Linked DNA regions of Mus musculus: region 2 is linked to region 1. A link is a contact called in public ChIA-PET data. All regions are on one chromosome and are shown on one strand. The core of a region is the stretch at or near the end of the contact, and the rest is flanking DNA. Distances in the headings are between cores, read along the strand shown.

Evidence for each region. ChIA-PET counts read pairs in DNA pulled down with a chosen protein or histone mark.
Region 2: an RNA polymerase II ChIA-PET map of memory CD8 T cells shows a contact between it and region 1, with 99 read pairs. The contact joins two enhancer-like sites. A contact is called at or near these places in 1 of 15 datasets of contacts at CTCF or cohesin (CD8 T cells), 1 of 484 Hi-C or Micro-C datasets (cumulus cells) and 3 of 115 datasets of contacts at active chromatin or transcription factors (CD8 T cells, double positive thymocytes and memory CD8 T cells).

Annotation. Positions count from the first base shown.
Region 1 is chr10:70,038,673-70,042,284 of GRCm38.p6, forward strand. No RefSeq gene overlaps it. Among named protein-coding and RNA genes, the nearest start is that of Ccdc6, 57 kb to the right of the region's middle. Within about 2 kb of position 1,424, at least 93 of the 459 cell types and tissues checked have an H3K27ac peak or open chromatin away from gene starts, as enhancers often do. A contact at or near this core is called in memory CD8 T cells, where this site is marked.
Region 2 is chr10:70,131,063-70,134,841 of GRCm38.p6, forward strand. All of the region lies in intron 1 of Ccdc6 (coiled-coil domain containing 6), which reads left to right. Among named protein-coding and RNA genes, the nearest start is that of Gm51771, 23 kb to the left of the region's middle. Within about 2 kb of position 1,394, at least 86 of the 459 cell types and tissues checked have an H3K27ac peak or open chromatin away from gene starts, as enhancers often do. A contact at or near this core is called in memory CD8 T cells, where this site is marked.

The sequences.
Region 1 (3,612 bases), core at 174-2,673:
GACAGCCAGGGCTATAGAGAAACCCTGTCTAAACCACCCCCACCCCCCAAAAGAAGAAGGAGTGTTTCATCTAATGTTGGGCTGTGGTCTCTGAAGCTCAGAGAATCCTGCAGAAGGGAAAGGGAGGAAGAGGGGCAAAGGACACCACAAGAAAATCCACAGAAGCCACCAACCTGGACTCATAGGAGCTCACAGAGACTGAACCACCAACCAGAAAGCCTGCATGAGACTGACCTAGGCCCTCTGCATATAGGTTAGAGTTGTGTAGCTTGGTCTTCCTGTAGAACTCCTAGCAGTGAGAGGAAATCCTATCTCTGACTCTTTCTCCTGCTTTTGGGGTCCTTTTCCTCCCACTAGGTTGCCTCATCCATCCTCAGTACAAGGGGAGGTGCCTAGTCTTACTGCAACTTGATATGCCATGGTTGGTTGATATTCATAGGAGGCCTGCACTTTTCTGAAGAAAAATGAAGGAGAGGTGGATAGGGGTGGGGGGATGAGGCAGAGGAAAGGTGTGGGGAGGAGGGAAGGGAGGGGAAACTGAACTTGGTGTGTTAAAAAAGAAAGTATGTGTATAGACACATACATACATATATACACATATCTATATACATATATGTGCATATATGCATGTAAATATGCACACATGTGTATATGCATATAAATATATATGTATGTGTACATATACACACATATAGTGTACATGTATGTATATGCATATATACACATGTGTATATAAATGTATGCACAAATATACACATACACATGTACACATATATAGATATGTATATGTATACATATATATATGTATGTGTATATATATATATATATGTGTGTGTGTGTGTGTGTGTGTGTGTGTGTGTGTTTTCAGTGGCAGACATGGAACCATCTGGAAGGACCGTGATAAAGAAAACATCCACAGAGGACAGAGTCTTCTGGGCAAAGAGAAAGGAGATGGTTCCAAGACAGCCCTGGGCTTGAGAAGGAAACCCTGCTATATGTTAGAGACCAAGTGGAGGGGCCTAGACAGCAAAGAAGGCATCGCTAAATCGTGATCCCCTTGGTTGGGGAAAGAGCAATGGCTCCGTTCCCAATATACTGTTGAGCCCAGCGTAGTCCTCCCTTGACCTTCTGAGGTCTGCACTTGATAATGCTGCCAAGAGTGAGGTTACTTTCCCAAACAGTCTGACATTTAGACACTAAGCTCTAGGATCGAGTTCCGTGTCCATACATGTCTCCCCTTGGTTCTCATCGAGTTGTACTGGTTATACGACCCAGGGCAATTTACTTAACCTTTATGTTCTCTCATCTGGCAAGCAGGTGCTATCTTCCCAACCGCAAATAGAGGAAGTGAGATCACCCGTACAAAGCCTTTCAAAGAGTACTTGGCACGGAGCGATGCTCCGAGAATGCTACCAGACTTTTACTGCTGCCGGTAGAGGATTGTGCTTAAGCGAAACAGAGCGCCTGGCTGTCTTCCGTCCGGCTTAGGTAGGGTGGCACCACGGAAAGCTAGTGACACAAACATTCACCCTCTCATGGGCAGCCTGCCGCTTAGGCCAGGGCACACCCACTCTGGGGCTCTGTTTCAGCTGGCCCCTGCTCTCCGCCTAGACTACCAGCTTCAGCAGCTTCTTCTCCATCAGTGACCATTGGCTCCTGGGTGGAAGCAGGCATCCTCCAACTAAAACCACATCACACCCTGTCCCAGATGCAGGCACCGCATCTCTGAGGTTCATCACCAGCTCCTCTGAGGTCAACCCCCATACCCCGCAGCAGCAGCATCGTCTTTGGTTTCATTTCTGCTTCCCAACTTACGCTACTATAAGAAAAAAAATGTCTGAGATATCAAATATGTCAACTTAAAGTAGGAAGTGGGGGTTCAGTCCCGAGGAAGTTCCAAAAGTGGTTAGTTTGGTTTTGTTTGTTGTTTTTGTTTTTTACTGAGACAAAGTCTCATATAGTTTGGGCTGGCCTTGAACCTGCTATGTACCTAAAGATGACCTAGAACCCATGGTTCTACTGTCTACACCTTCTGAACACCAGGATTACAGTGTACTACCACATTTGGTTTTATGTGATGCTAAGGCGCATGGCAGACAAGCATTCTACAAACAAACTACATCGCCAGCCTTGCTTCCAAAGCTAGCTTTATACACTCACCCACAATGATGCCAACAACGTTAAATGAGAATCTTTTGATTCATGGATAACTTTTCACCTCTTCATTATTCAAAAATGCAAGAGTCAGCAGATGTATGAAGACAAATGAAATCCAGAAGCCATGAGGAAAAGCCAGAAAGATGCTACAAGACAGAAGTAGGAAAATTCATACAAGAGGAAGAGCTTTTTTCTCATTATGTCTGTTCTCTTTTCTTCATATGTTTTCCTTGCTATGATCCATCCAGACTCAAACTCTCTCCCTCACTCTTCTTCTTTCTTCGCCCTCTGGAAAGAAGATGAGCCTCAGAGACAAGCTAACATGGAGAAAAGTGAACCAGACAGAGGGAAGAGGACAGAGAAGAGAGGAAAGACATGGGATTCTGGTGATGTCATCTTAGCAACTGCAGGCAGCTGCACTCCAAACTTTTCAGTAACAAGATCTAGTAAGGTCTCTTTGTTTTTTCTTTAGGTATCATAGAATTGGATTTTCCTATCTTCTGATGGAAGGAGTCCTGCTGGAAACTGATTATTAAGTATCAAAAGCAAGCCAATTCCAGACCAGCCTCACCTGGGCCAGACCCGCCTCACCTGGGCCAGACCCGATCCTGCATCTCCAAGTCTGCCTTATTCCAGGCCCCACACAGCCAAATAAGTAGGTAAAGGCCTGACTTAGTTTGAGTTTCATTGCTGTGAAGAGACACCATGACCTTCTTATAAAGGAAAACATTTATTAGGGCTGCCTTACAGTTCAGAGGCTCAGTCCAGTATCATCATGGCAAAAGCATGGCAGCACACAGGCAGACATGTTGCTAGAGAAGGAGCTGAGAGTTCTACCTGTTGATCTGCAGGCAGCCTTAGAAGGGGACTGTGTGCCATACTGGGTGTGGCTTGAGCATAGAAGACCTCAAAGCCTGCCCCCACAATGACCCACTTCCTCTAACAAGACCACACCTACTCCAACAAGCCACACCTCCTAATAGTGCCACTCCCTATGCACCAAGCATTTAAACACTTGAGTCTACAAAGGCCATTCCTATTCAAACCACCATAGGACCCTAGCACTCAAGTCCCTCAAGACATTGATTCCTTGAAGAAATGTCATGAGAAACACTTAGGCTCTCTGGCCAGGTCTCGACTATGTCTCATGGTTCAAGTTTCCTGAGAACAAAGTATAAAGAGCAGGGATTTCATTCATAAGAAATAAAAGCCCAAACCCATGCTACATACTCTCCACCACCTATAGGACACGTTGGGGCTTTGAGGTATAAACTGTGCTCAACCCCACCAGCATCAAACGCATTACAGATAGCATTCTTTCTAGTTGGCTGTGTCCAGTTTAGTTTACTATAGACAGTGATCCAGGAGGATACTAGTAAAAAGGTGGTATCCATGATCCTCAGAGTACAAAAAGACTGTGCTACAGAGCTGGGAAGGGAAGAGAAAAGAAGCCAG
Region 2 (3,779 bases), core at 144-2,643, 92 kb after region 1:
ATCCCAGAGTCTTGTCAGTTTCAGGGGGACATGTGCTTGTATGTGGTGGCAGAGGGAGTGTCCCGGCTGTCTAGACTGTCTGAATTAGTGAGCTCTGGGTTCAAGTGAGATACCTAGCTTCAGCATGTCCGATAGGGTGATCAGGAAAGACACCCAGTGTCACTTACACCCACATACACAACTCCACACGTGGCCACACACACACACACACACACACACACACACACACACACACCAATACACGTCTCAATGACTGTAGCTCCCTGTGTTTGCCTGGGTTGGAGAACAGGAGGCAAGCTGACGTATTTTCATCAGACACTAATATGTCTCTTCGTCACCTTCCTAATAAAAGTGTAATGTCCTGCCTCTTCCTGGCCTTTTACTGGGTTACCGTGCTTGTGGCATGGTTAATGCGTTGGCTGCATTTGCCTGGTAAATGTGTAAGGAAATGAGTGTCTACACATACAGCAACTGCTGCCTCTCTATTTCCTTCTGACGTGCAAGCCAGGAGCTGCATCGTGTTGGATGCAGGCAGTGTCCCAGTCAGTGAGTTGGGGAACATTCCTTCTTCATGAAGAAACACTTAAGACGATGCAACCCATGTCCTTACTAATTTTGAAAGCTAGACAGACCTTCCCCAGTTTACTACAGAACCTCCAGAAATAGAGATAAATGTGTTTTTAAAAATCTTGAATGAAGCCTGGAGGCTCCTTTGGAATATTAAGGATAAGGGATGTGGAAATGTGTTTTCGTAGCTCCTTACAGGTGAGGTGCTTTAGAGGATTTGTGTGTGTGTGTGTGTGTGTGTGTGTGTGTGTGTGTGTGTATACACACGAGTGTTGTTTGAGGAGTAAGCTACTTTCCCAAGGAGTGTAAGACTTGCATCCTCCAGTCTTGGGGTTTACAACAGATCTTCACTCTCTACTGAGATGTGGACACTGGTCGTCCCGTGGCCAGATACTGGCCAGGGCGGTTTCTTAGTCTTCAGGGAATCCTTGCTTGATTCTTCCTGTTCCTCCCAGCCAGGAGTTTTCCTGGCCTGGAGCACTTCAGTTCCTATCTCTAGCTACAGTGCTGCTGCCCTCAACCCCCACCCCTCCTTGTGTTTCTGGTTTCTCTTGTTATGGACATCGGGAGTTACTGTAGGGCCCACCCTCATGACCTCATCTTAGCTTTATCTGAAGAGACTTTATTTCCAAATAAGGTCACCCTCGGGACTCACTGGTCCTTGGGAATTAGGACTTTGACCTATCTATTGGGAGGGACCCACTCCATCCCATAACTGGTATGGAATATGGAAAATAATTCTGAGCAAGCAGGATGGATAAGGTAATGCTGCCGGTGGATTGGCCCAGCAGAGCCTTCAGACAGCTGTGAACGAACAGTCTCAGGAAGTGTGATAAGGCCGAGAGACTGGCTAGAGTGCCAGGCAGCTTGGCTGGGTTCTTGGCCAAGTGGCTGTAATTCTTGGTTTTCAGTCTTTGGGGAACTATAGTTAACAGGATTCAAGACCACCCTTATCCCCATTGCACTGGGCAGCAAGCTTTCCAGGAGGCTCCTTCAGGAGAGATTGAGGTCTTTCTCCTCTCTTGTTACCCTTCCACCCCTAAATCTGGAATGCTCTACTACAGTGGAACACACACACACACACACACACACACACACACACACACAGAGCATACGATCACAAGGAGTTAATGTAGTCTTGCTCCTGTACTCAGGTGTCCAAGCAGAAGAAAACCTTCACACTGGAAATGAGTCCTTAAGAGCAAGGTTTATAGTCTTCCTACCTCTCCCTCGGGAAGGCGCGAAAGAGCATCACACCTCCACAGAACAAACACCAGCCAGCTGTCTCTTAAGCACAAGTCAGAGGGAAGTCAGTTCTCTGAATTGTCATGCTCCTAGACACTTAAAGCAAGCACAGGATGCAGCGATGGGCTGAAGGGAATAAATAACCAGGGCCAAATAGATGAGTTGGGACAGTACAGGATACAGTTTTCAGCATGGTCTTTGTAACAGCATGACAGAAGCTTTGGAAGTGACCACCGTGTCCAGCCGTAAGGAGATAGATATCGCCCCCATCACTGTCCGTTGCTCGCCCTTCTGCCATCAGTATGGCTTCTCTTGAAGGAGTTGATGTTTCCTGCACTCTGATAAGTGTATTTGCTCTTGGATCAGCTTTGCTCGGCTGAAGCTGCAACTGGTGAAGGCAGATCAGCGAAGGGAGCAGGGGCCAGCCAGCTCATAGCATTGCCTCGCTGGTGCTTAGATCTTGGGTGTGGTTAGGGAGCAAGATGATAGATAGGGTAGTTCTGGGGAACCCTCAGGTGGGGATCTTGCAACACCTTCTTATCTCTTCACACCTCAGACATAGTCGTGGTTGGGCAGCGTTTCACATTGTAGCATAGTTAGGGTGGGTGTGATTGGCTTCTTGCCAGCTGGAAAGGCCACCAGCATTTGCTGTGTAAAGGAAGGAATTTGACTGTTGTGGCGGGGGTGTGGGGTGGGGGTGGGGGTGGGGGGAGATCCTTCTGTTAGAAAGTAAAGCAGTAATCTTCTATCTGGCAGGTACACATAGCATAGGTGGGTGTGCGCATAAAGAGGAAGAAAGACTCCTTTCTCCAACGTCCACAGAACCCCTGCTTCCCAAACTGAGACCCAGGCCATTTTGTTTCCGTACCATCCTTCAGTCACTTTGTGGCCCGGATGCGCTGTTGAAAGCTGGCCTAGGGAACCGAATTTGCAATTAGATTGCCGTAGAGAATGTTGTCCTAACTGTCACATAAACTAGAACATTTTTAACTTGTCAAGCATTTCTAAGATGGAGTTTGCCTTAAGCACAGAAGAGATGCTCCTTGAAGCGCGGGCTAGCCGCTTGTCTGAATGTGTCAGGGTGACGACTCTCAGGCAAGTCTAATAATTACGTTAGTTCATGAGTTGTCATAATGATAGGAAGTTAGAGCCTTTTCATGTTTCATTAGGCTATGAAATAGACATCTCTTTTTCTCTCTGTCTGAGGCAGTATAACATCGTTATTTCACTTCTGATGTAAACAAAAAGCACCGGCTGACCATGGTGGTACTGTCTGTAATCTCAGCCCTCAGTGGGCCGAGGCAGCGAAGGATCAGGATTTTAAGTCCAGCCCAGAGCCTCAGAGTAGACCAGAGAACCCGCTTGCTTCTTAGAGACAGCTCTAGTTTCAGGAGTCCAGCAGCGTCACACTGTATAGCTGCACACGTTATATTAGCTCTTTACGCTTTTTGTTTGAGTAAAATGAAGTTTGTGTACTAACTGTGTAACTGTTTAGCATCACTGGTGGGAGAAGGGAGTCTTGGTTGAGGGATTGCCCAGATCAGAGTAGCCCGCCATCGACTTGTCTACGTGGGGATTGCCTAGCCCATAGTAGGCAGCGTAATTCCCTAGGCAGGTGGTCCTGGGCTATGTAGGAAAAACAGGTAAATGGTGAGCGATTGAGCAGCGCTCCCCCATAGTCTCTTCTTCAGTTCCTGCTTGAGCTCCTGTCCTGACTTCCCTCGCTGTTAGGCCATGACCTTTCCTCCCCTAAGATGTTTTTGATTCAGGGTGTTTTATCACAGCAACAAAGATAGAATTAGAACGAATATATTGACAGTTGTTGGTTTTTATTTTTTAAGGTTTTTTTTTTAATTAGCATATGTGCTGGCTAGTTTTATGTCAACTTGACATAAGCTAAAGTCATCTAGAGGAGATGCCTCCATAAGATTGGGCTGTAGGCAGGCCTGTAGTAGGGCAGTTTCTTT